3 separate regions of the Mus musculus genome follow, and all the other regions are linked to region 1. The links are chromatin contacts, called in public promoter capture Hi-C maps. All regions are on one chromosome and are shown on one strand. Each heading gives the region's core, a stretch centred on a gene start, on an enhancer-like site or on the middle of the called end of the contact. The rest is flanking DNA. Distances are from core to core; before and after follow the strand shown. Region 1 holds the start of Mvb12b (multivesicular body subunit 12B). Region 2 overlaps Mapkap1 (mitogen-activated protein kinase associated protein 1). Region 3 overlaps Mapkap1 (mitogen-activated protein kinase associated protein 1).

What was found. Promoter capture Hi-C pulls out the DNA fragments that hold promoters and counts their contacts.
Region 2: a promoter capture Hi-C map of hippocampal neurons shows a contact between it and region 1, with 9 times the contacts expected there. The contact joins the enhancer-like site here to the promoter of Mvb12b in region 1. A contact is called at or near these places in 12 of 39 promoter capture datasets (the 3T3-L1 cell line, the HPC-7 cell line, cranial neural crest and 7 more), 11 of 115 datasets of contacts at active chromatin or transcription factors (VIP interneurons, differentiating embryonic stem cells, embryonic basal ganglia and 7 more) and 2 of 9 other capture datasets (embryonic stem cells and embryonic trunk).
Region 3: a promoter capture Hi-C map of the SN4741 cell line shows a contact between it and region 1, with 4 times the contacts expected there. The contact joins the enhancer-like site here to the promoter of Mvb12b in region 1. A contact is called at or near these places in 8 of 39 promoter capture datasets (the 3T3-L1 cell line, the SN4741 cell line, cranial neural crest and 5 more), 9 of 115 datasets of contacts at active chromatin or transcription factors (the SCID.adh cell line, T-cell acute lymphoblastic leukemia, astrocytes and 6 more) and 1 of 9 other capture datasets (embryonic stem cells).

Annotation. Positions count from the first base shown.
Region 1 is chr2:33,886,333-33,889,573 of GRCm38.p6, reverse strand. Mvb12b (multivesicular body subunit 12B) reads left to right here and starts at 1,628. Exons shown (of 10, transcript NM_175184.4): 1 at 1,628-2,254. The coding sequence starts at 2,180.
Region 2 is chr2:34,528,687-34,531,927 of GRCm38.p6, reverse strand. The region is part of intron 6 of Mapkap1 (mitogen-activated protein kinase associated protein 1); the gene reads right to left. Among named protein-coding and RNA genes, the nearest start is that of Gm34178, 45 kb to the left of the region's middle. Within about 2 kb of position 1,582, at least 18 of the 459 cell types and tissues checked have an H3K27ac peak or open chromatin away from gene starts, as enhancers often do.
Region 3 is chr2:34,480,096-34,483,336 of GRCm38.p6, reverse strand. The region is part of intron 4 of Mapkap1 (mitogen-activated protein kinase associated protein 1); the gene reads right to left. Among named protein-coding and RNA genes, the nearest start is that of Mapkap1, 75 kb to the right of the region's middle. Within about 2 kb of position 1,691, at least 19 of the 459 cell types and tissues checked have an H3K27ac peak or open chromatin away from gene starts, as enhancers often do.

The sequences.
Region 1 (3,241 bases), core at 379-2,878:
GCTATTCCTGTTGTGGGGACCCCCAACCATAAAATTATTTCACTGCTACTTTATAACTGCAATTTTGCTACTCTTATGAGTCATAATATAAATATCTAATATGTGAACCCCACCACCCCAGGTTGAGAACCACTGTAGAAGAGTTTGAGCTGGTTTTAACAGCCAAGTGGATCAGAAAATGCTACAATTTTATTTAATAGGCAACAGCTATGTATGTATGTATGTATGTATGTATGTATGTATGATGTATGTCAGTGTCTTAGTCAGGGTTTCTATTCCTGCACAAAACATCACGACCAAGAAGCAAATTGGGGAGGAAAGGGTTTATTTGGCTTACACTTCCGCATTGCTGTTCATCACCAAAGGAAGCCAGGACTGGAACTCAAACAGGTCAGGAAGCAGATGCAGAGGCCATGGAGGGATGTTCCTTGCTGGCTTGCTTCTCCTGGCTTGCTCAGCTTGCTTTCTTGTAGAACCCAGAACTACCAGCCCAGAGATGGCACCACCCACAATGGGCCCTTCCCCCTTAATCACTAATTGAGAAAATGCCCCACAGCTGGATCTCATGGAGGCATTTCCCCAACTGAAGCTCCTTTCTCTGTGATAACTCCAGCCGTGTCGAGTTGACACACAAACCAACCAGTACAGTCAGATATGGTGTTGATTCTCATCATGGGTAGTTAACGGGTAGGCTTTGGGGAGAGCGGTTTTCTTGGCCCAGATGATTCTGGGAAATGGCTGCCTAAACAAATGAACCAGGCTTTTGTTTGTCTTGTCTTACTATGGGACTTCCCAGAAGTGTCCATAGAGTCTCCCAAAGGTGGACAGATGGGTGTCACACAACACTTACTTTGTTAGACAGCAAGCATTCTTCATAAAATCACATATATTCAGGTCTCTAGGGATTGGAACTCTGCACTTGAGTTCTTGGTGGTGTTATCTCTGTTAGATCTTGATATCAGGGTTATGATAAACCTGGAAATATGTTTTTTTTTTCTTTTGCCTGTAGCAAGTTTTTGTTGGAGACAAGGTCTCTTTTCAAATCCTCTGTGGCTTTCGGGCAACTCACTATGTAGACCAGGTTGGTGTTGAACTCACAGAGATCTGCCTGCCTCTGCATCCCAAGGGCTGGAATTAAATGGAGCACCACTGTGCTGGGCTCTGTACCAGTTAAGAACACAGATTGTCTGTTTCCTTATGGTGCGTTTGGACTTGTTATAAACCCATTTGGATCAGTGGTGTTTCTGAGTGACACAAGTACCTGGATTGTATGCACACATTTGAGAATTGTCCCCACGGGATCTTTTCCTTGACAGCCTGCTTGGCACCATTTGCTTCAGGAGCTGACTATTTTGGAAAAGCACAGGATGTGTGACTATGAGTCCCGATGCCTGAGCAAATCCAAGCCGGCTACCGTGTGATCCTCTGTTTTAAATATCCCGTTTAGCACATGTCCCCTCCAGGGCCTGCAGGCCTGGCTGTGTAGGGGCAGGTGGTTCAGGGATCAAAGGCTGCTGATGCCTCCTTTTCTTACAGCCTGAGGGTCCTGCTCCATTTCTTCCTGACTTCTGTACCTTTCCCCAGGCACTGCAAGGGCAGGCATGCTACACTAGATCCCTCCTCAAGGCTTGCCCCCAGGCCTCTGTGGGTAAATCATTTGCCCAGCAAGAGGGGCAAGCTGAGACCTGCTCTGAGAGTGGGGTCAGTCTGAGGCCCGGCTGCACCGCATTAGGTTAGCCGGATTGTGGGCAGAGCAGAGGGGATCGCCCCGGGGTGCAGTCAAGCCTACAAGGGACAGGTGGGAAGGCGTCTCTGCAAAGGGCCACTCCGGGCCTGCAGGCCTGGGTGTCAGAGCGTCTTGCAGGGACCTACAGCTGGGCTGAGCGGTGGACGAGGGGGACGGCGAGGCCTAGCAGAGCCGAGCGGAGGCCGACTGGGGGCGGGGACCGAGGGCACCGGGGGCCACAGGGCGGTGCGCTCCCGGGCTCCGCCGCAGGCTGCACGCCCCTCCCGCCCCGGCCCCGGCCCGAGCCGCTGCTGCCGCCGCCGCCGTCGCTGCCGCCGCCAGGCCGCGCCCCGCCCCTCGCCGCCGCCGCTCCCGGGGAGGCTGCGCTCGAGCTGCGGCGCCGGCTGCAGCCGCCTGGGCCCCGGGCCCGGCTCCTCCCGCGCCGCCCGGGCGATGAGAAGCTGCTTCTGCGTCAGACGGAGCCGGGACCCGCCGCCGCCGCAGCCGCCGCCGCCCCAGCGGGGAACAGTTAAGTGAGGCCCGCGCGGGAAGACGGGCGGGGACGGGCGGGCACGGGAGGAGCCGGCCGGGCCCAGGCCTGCGGGCGGCTCGCCCAGCCCCGCGTGGGGACAGGCCCCGTGAGGGCGGCCTCCGCCCGGCGCGGTGCCGCAGGCTCTCGGGGGGCTCCGGCTCGGCCTTGCGGCGGGAGCGAGCTGGGGACTCGAGTCGCAGCAGCGCTCCGAGGGTGGAGCCAGGTGAGGGGCGACGATCTCCACCGGGGCACACGCTGGGGACAGTTCCCTTGACTCGCCTGGCCTGGGGTCCGGCTCTCAGCTGTCACGTGGGTGCGGATGAGCGCGCACCTGACCCTCAGACATCATTACCTGGGGGCACCCGAACTGTAGGGCACCTGTCTGCAAGGTGACCAGCCATCCAGGAAGCGTGGTGGGCATGTTGATTAGCCTCCCCTTGCAATGACTCCAGCCAGGGCAAGTGAAGCCCAAGGGACTGATTAGCACCGCACCAGGGACCACATCCTCAGAGACAGACACAGTGAATAAGGTAGAGCCAGGAGCATCTTTGTTTTCTTTGTCTTTAGCACACAGCTGTCCCTAAATTATCAGCCTGTTTCTTCTGTCCCCTGACCCCAACGACCTGTTCAGCAAGACAAGGCAGGCCCAAGGCAAATGGCCATAGCCCCTACTCCCTGCCCCCACGGGAGACCCAGAGCGCCTGGATTTCAGCCACATTGGCAGACAGCAGGCAAGGCTCCTCTTTCAGGGCCTTTGTCTCTGGTGATGCCTTGTTGGGGTAATCGCCTATGTTTCCCGACAGCTGGTTGGATCCTATCTCCCTTTAACAGGGCTGGCGAATCTTATCAGCTGCCTTGGGAAAGTTAGAAGATAAGCCCTATAGAAACCTATACTAACTGAAAAACTCCAAGCAGACAAGAGGTTAGTTACCGGGGATGGTGTCATCTTTCTTGCCAGCTGGGAAATCGTTTGGGGGTGCTTT
Region 2 (3,241 bases), core at 333-2,832, 640 kb before region 1:
CACTCAGATCTGCCTGCCCCAGCTTTCTCCTCAGAAGTCAGTATGTCCTCCATCTGTGACAATATGTTGGGTGACAGATGAGTAGGGCCAAAAGGAAACACAAGTTCTCGGAGATTTGCAAACTAGTACTGGCCCAGGCCTCACGAACCCTCATCCACCCGGCAGCTACCTAACCGATGGTAGAGTTTGTCTGTTTATAAACTGCTGCATTGGCTCCCGTTCTTTGGCCGGCTGATAAAATCACTGCAAGCCAGTATGCTCAACTCTTTCAGCAAAGAGCAGAGTAAAAGCTTAACAGGCAGTTTCATATCTGGACTAACTTTCATAAATTCAAAGTGTCCTTTTAAGAGGTTTGAAGCAAAGGAAAATCCCCAGTCTGTATTTTTCTGTCATTTTACCAAAACATACCTGGGTGACAAGGTTAAAGCAAGCAGAGGAAATCCCTGGCCCTTCCCTCCACAGGCCTTACTGATAAATTGTGTAGTGGAGGAATAAAGAATCACCTTCTGTATTTTTTCATTACACTTTTCTTTTGTTACAGAATACATAAATCCATTGTGGCACAATGTAATATGTATCACCATGCTACACCTGCGGACGCTTCCGCGTGGCTGCCATGTCTGTGCAGTCAGGAATGATAAGTGAACCACCCGTGAATGTTAACGATAGTGATCATTCTGAGGTAACTCGGCTCTCCATCTTCCTTTACAGCCTCCAAGCTGAAGCCAGGGTAGCAGGGTTCATGAGAGGAAAATGAAAACAACAGTGAAGGAAGGAAGGGAGGGAGGAAGGAAGGGAAGAAGGAAGGAAGGAAGGAAGGAAGGAAGGAAGGAAGGAAGGAAGGAAGGAAAAAAGGAAGGGCAAGGGAGCATCGGATGCGGATGCATGTCCAGGATGTGTGCTGTCTGTCTTATTCTGGGCTCAGGACAGGGCATGCTGGGGATGCAAGCACAGACGACTGAGCACCTCTGCATCTCTGGTGGGATCCTTATTCAGGTCTATCATGAAACTCCATGTCAGAGAGCTGACTTACTGCTGCTGCCAGTAAACTCGGAGCTGGGTCCTCTCAAGTCTGCTAAGACAGTGAAGATCGCACAGGCATTTAAAACGAGCTCAGGGAGCTTAGTTTTGCGCCTCTGAAAGCCATGCAGTCACCAAAGAGGCTTCTGGGGCAGGGAGGGAGCCTGAGACATAGTCTGGCAATGAACTTGAGACCTTCCTATCTCAGCCTCCAAAGCACTGGGATTTTAAAAGTTATGTGACAGTGTCAGACTTACCACAGAATTTTGACACTAGCATTAGTCCTGGACAGTGAGTATTTTTCTAAGCAGTAAACCAAAGGTGACAGGAGACACAGGAAATAAGGACATAGGTCTTCATACTAAAGCATAACTCTCTGGACAGGAAAAGGGCAAGAGATGGACACCAAGGGAGAGGGCAGTTTATTGGGGAGGAAAGCATACAGACTGCAAGTGCTGTGCCCTGTGAGTGTAATGCTGTAACACACAAGTATGTGTGTGTAGTGCTGCAGTGAGGCCCCTTCCCTGCAGAACTGTCACACAATGGATGCTAGGCACCTGGCACTGGAGGGCGCCAAACAGTGGGAGTTGTTTCCTAATGCGGGCTTTCTGTTTGCCTTGGCCCAAGTCATACCCCAAAAGAAGAGGCCTCACACAGCCCTCTCTGCTCTGGCTCCTGTGGGAAGAATGGATCTCAGCACTCAAGCAGCTTACGGGCATGAAACTGTGTGATGAGCTGCTTGGTGGCATCATTTAAGGGCACTGTCAGCAAGTAGCCTTTGATCCAAGCATCAAAAGCTCCCTGAAGGTCAGCATTCTGGGCTCAATGTTCAAAGCTTTCCAATTGACAGGAAAACTCAGAAGCAGTGTAACTTAATGGCTTTGAGGGACAGCAGGCAATAGAAACTCAGTCACAATGTGGGGGAAATTCAGTGAGAATTAAAGAGTTTTTAAATCTGTATAATATGCATTCACCATTTAACAATCACAGAAGTAACAGCAGCAACTACTGCTTATTGAAAATTTACTATGTGACCAGCACTATTTTAATCTGTTAAGAAGCCTGCATTTAATCATTTAATCCTAAAAGAGCACATATAATTTCAGAGAAACAAGGCTGGAGGCATCAGGAAACTATCCTGAGGCAAAACTCACACTCATCCTATTTTGGAACTATTGAGAACTTAACAAAATGGTCCCTAACACATGTACAGTCTGTGGTAGAGAAGGTCAGAGAAGCTCACAGATGGCTGCTTTCTTTATAGGCATAGGGAAACAGCATACTTTGAAATAGAAACTGTACTCTTAGAGTTTTACTTAACCCTACTTTTAATAATGGTTCTTAAATGTTTAACCTCCCTTCTAGCCCCTCACCACCAGAGGTAGTGGAAAAGAAAGGTTATTAGGATATGGAGGAAGTGAACCGGTTTAGAAATGGTTCTTTGGAGCAAATCCCATCTGTGTTGTCAGGAAACCAGAACTTCAGTTTAGACGTCAGCAGCAGCAGTTTGAGCCACTGGCAAACACTTCACCAATTACCATCAGGCTAGTTCAGTAGTGCTGGGATAGCAAACATCAATCAGCAATGGTGGCACAACCTAGCAGAGATAGGCAGCCAGGCCTCAGCCGAATCAGCAGGAGGTACAAGGACCTCTGGGGATGGCAGAAGTTCTTTGCCATGCCCCTCTCAATGAAGCAAAGATCAGCAAAGATGCGAGACCAAGAAGCGTTGCAAGGAAGCCTCTCTCAGGCCATTGAGTCCTATTTATATGTCCTCCAAACATCTTGAGTCCTCCACAGGTCTTGCCTCATCACGTATCTTGCCTTGGCACATAAGTCTGAATCAGCTGACATCACTCTGCCAATCAGCACAAGTAGCAAGAAACCACCAGCATACCACCAGAAGTTTTTTGGTGTGTTTCTCTCTGTGAAGTCCCAACAAATTGTGACTAATAAACAATGGCAAGGCATACTAATACCATCCAGCATCATCCACCATCTGTTGGGTCCTTCTTAATATCATGCATCCTTTCATCTGTGTCTGCACAAACATCCTTTCACCTGTGTCTGCTTCAGCAACATTACAAACTTTCCAAAGAAAACATTTAGTTTCCTGTGTCTGCTGTGTGGACTGGACTACAGCTGCTGGTTTGTGTATGGTGTTTGCTAGTGGACTGGAATGCAGCTAGCTGACTCATGTTTGGTGTTTGTTGGCTGACTGG
Region 3 (3,241 bases), core at 442-2,941, 590 kb before region 1:
TACTGTACTGCCATGTAGCTTTTTACCTCTGCTTGATACCGCTTGCTGGGCATGTATCCAGAATCCTAGTATCTCACTTAATTCACCCACGAAGACTGTCTTAGAGCTGAGGAATATTATGTAGGCTACTCCAAATTTTTTAGGAGGCAGTGTCAAGTCCTCCTCCTCCCATGGCAAACCCTTCTCTCTGGGTAAATCTCATACCTGAAGCACTCACTATCTAGCAAGGGGTACAAATGCTGCAACCACAACTTCAAAACTAGGGGTTGCCGATAGAAAGGGAGGAAGAGGGATAGAGGAAGGGCTGCCTTAGATACTCAGGGAGTGGAGAGGCTTGCAGGTGGGCACAGTGCAACTTGGTAATCCTGTTTCTGGGATTAAAATGCAAAAGAACATAAGGCCCCTTAAAAAGCTGGTAGCAACCTCTTCAGTTTTCACAAGCAGCAGTCAATACTAACTCATAGATCATAAGGATAGCTATTCTTAAGCGAAGAGACAAATCTGTAATTATAAGGTCTTTCTGTTAGTAAATCTGGTACCCAGGTGGCAGTATGCCAGTGTGCTCTCATCCAGGGAGGAAAATAACAATTTGGCACCTGGAGAGAAGGGTCAGCAGCATATGGTGTCAACCTCCATCCGGCTAGGGGCTTGAGGTGGTCACAGTGCTCCTTAGGTTACAAGCCTCTGCAGGAAGGGGCAGCCCAGACTTGCTAGCTTGTAGAAACTGAAGAGTCACTAGTGTGCCCGGGTCCCCAGGGTGTCTAGGTTAGCCCCTGACATTTCTCCATGCTCATCCTGAGGCTCAGTCAGTCTGATCTCCTTGGAGGTCCTAACTAAACCAGACACTGGCAGAGTTGGATTTTTATCTTATTAAAATAGATATGGCTAATTTGTCTTTTCAAATTCATTTTAAATTAAATTGGATTTCCTCGGAAGGCTGCTGGGTCAGTTCCCCTGCTGGAAGGCAGGACAAAGGTTAATTGCACGCCCTTCCCCAGCTCTTCTGCTCTCCTGGGCAGACTCTGATAACCTGCCCCAGAGGTAGGGAAGGCTTTGGTTTATTGGGCAATAATGCTGCCATTAGAACCATTTACCATTATGCCAGGACCTTTTTTTTTTTTTAAACAAAACAAAACAAAACAAAACAAAACAAAAATTCCAAGATATGATTGCAGTAACTGGAAAAAAATGTAATGGTGTTACCAGGTCGGAAGCTAGTTCTTTCAAAACATGAAATCAACCACTAGCGCCTGAACTCTTTGCTTCTTTAGAAGGTTCTAACTGATGCAACAGTGTACACCCTTCTGGAGCAAACTGTTCACTGATTTCAATGGGAAATTCTACTAATACTTTCACTTAATTTATCTCATTTTAGAGTGTCTACGTTCATGAAAATTTAACCCAGTAATTCCCTGTTATACAAAGCATAACAAAGTATGAATACTTAAATACAGTGTAAATAAAACACTTTATCAATTATCTTTTTGTATTCCAAATGAGTGACTTCACTTAGCATGTCTGCCTTACACAGCACCACACTATTTTTCAATTAAAAGTCCAGATGTTTCAAAGGCTCCAGTAGGCACTAGCAGTTATGAGAAATGCTTTCTCTGCATTGTAATCATCACTAGCACACCAGCTCCAGGCTGCATTAACATATCATGTTTTATTCTGTCCCCTCCTCACAGAGCAGGGAATAGTGCAGCCCAGCACAGAAGCACAGGCGGAGAGCTGGACGGTCAGTTTCCTTTGCACCCCATCCTCTGAGCTGTGCGTTCTCACATGACTGCAGGACTTTGGAGAGCAGAGTTCACTGTAAATAACCTTGCTTCTTAGCAGGAACAATAATCGGTTTGATTTTCCTCAATGGGGCTGAAAACTGAGCCCATGGCTCAGACATGCTGCACAGCATTCTAAACCTGACTGCTTCAATAATCTGTGTGTGAGAATGGGACAAAAGCACTGCACAGGCGCCTACAGAGGCGTCTAATGTGTGGTATACTTGCTTGTGCCTAATTGACACTCAAAATCAACTAGAACATGGAGTCTATAAAAGCCACCCATAGTTTGTTACAATTAAAGTCATTTATTCTCATTTTTAATGGCAGTTTCATCTCTTGAACAACAATTCACCTGTACTGAAACCAAACAAGTATAACAATTACCCTTTCTCCCATTGACAGAAAGCAATACTAGAGCCAAACAATGCAGTTCTGACAGCTGCAACAAAAATGTTTTTGCATTTAGTATTCTGTTAATTAAATGACCTCTTCACCCACAAACACAAGCAAAAGACCTATATTGTATTGTAAGAGATATTCCTATGCTTTGTCAATACAAAGTAATTTGTAGAAAATTATAGGTCCTTATCATTAAGAAAAACACTACCAAATCAAGTTCAATCCTAATTTTTGAGTTACTTTACAAAATTCCTTCCTTTGGAATGTTCTGGGAGGAGCTATTCTAATCCAGACGCCATTCAAAAGGTAAATGCTGCTGGCAGCACCCACCCTCAGAAGGGTCAAACCAGACAGGCCCATCTCAGCACCTACACAGACAGCTTCTGCTCCTTCCTGAAGGGATCTTAGGTGGAACGTTTTTAATACATCACAATGTCACTTTTTAATGTGCTCCAATCTATTAACCACATGGCAAACTAACAGGGATTTTTAAAATATGGGTTTTATGGCTTTGTGCTTGTGATTAATTAAATAAATAGTCACCATTTCACAAATCATCCCACTAATTAGTCTAAAGCAGACACTTTGCATTCGGTGATATTCCTGCCATCTGAAGCTCACAGAAGGACAGGAGCTGTGCAGCATAGGCATGTCTCTGCACTTTGGCGCCCATTGTTGTGACTCACGGCTGGCATCCCACCCTGCAACCCAGAGGCTGAGGCGCCATCTTTGCAGGTGCTGTAGTCAGCTGGAATTTGGCTCCAGCTGCTCAGAAAAGATGTTCCTCTTAATTATTCACTTACCCTAAAGGAAACAATGGAACAACAAAGAACTTAGTGCAGCCTCCAGCTGCAAACACCAGAGGCGTCACCACCAAGGCTCAGGAGCAGGAGCTCAGGAGGGAGCTGGACCCACTGACCGTGCAGACTGCTAGGTCAAGGAAGCGCTCTCAAAACATGCTATGTCATCATCTGGAATTCAGGTATTAAGTAATTACTTCCAAGTTCCCTTTAAAGACCCGAAGTCACTCTCTTTTGAGATTGACTAGAATTCAACCGTAG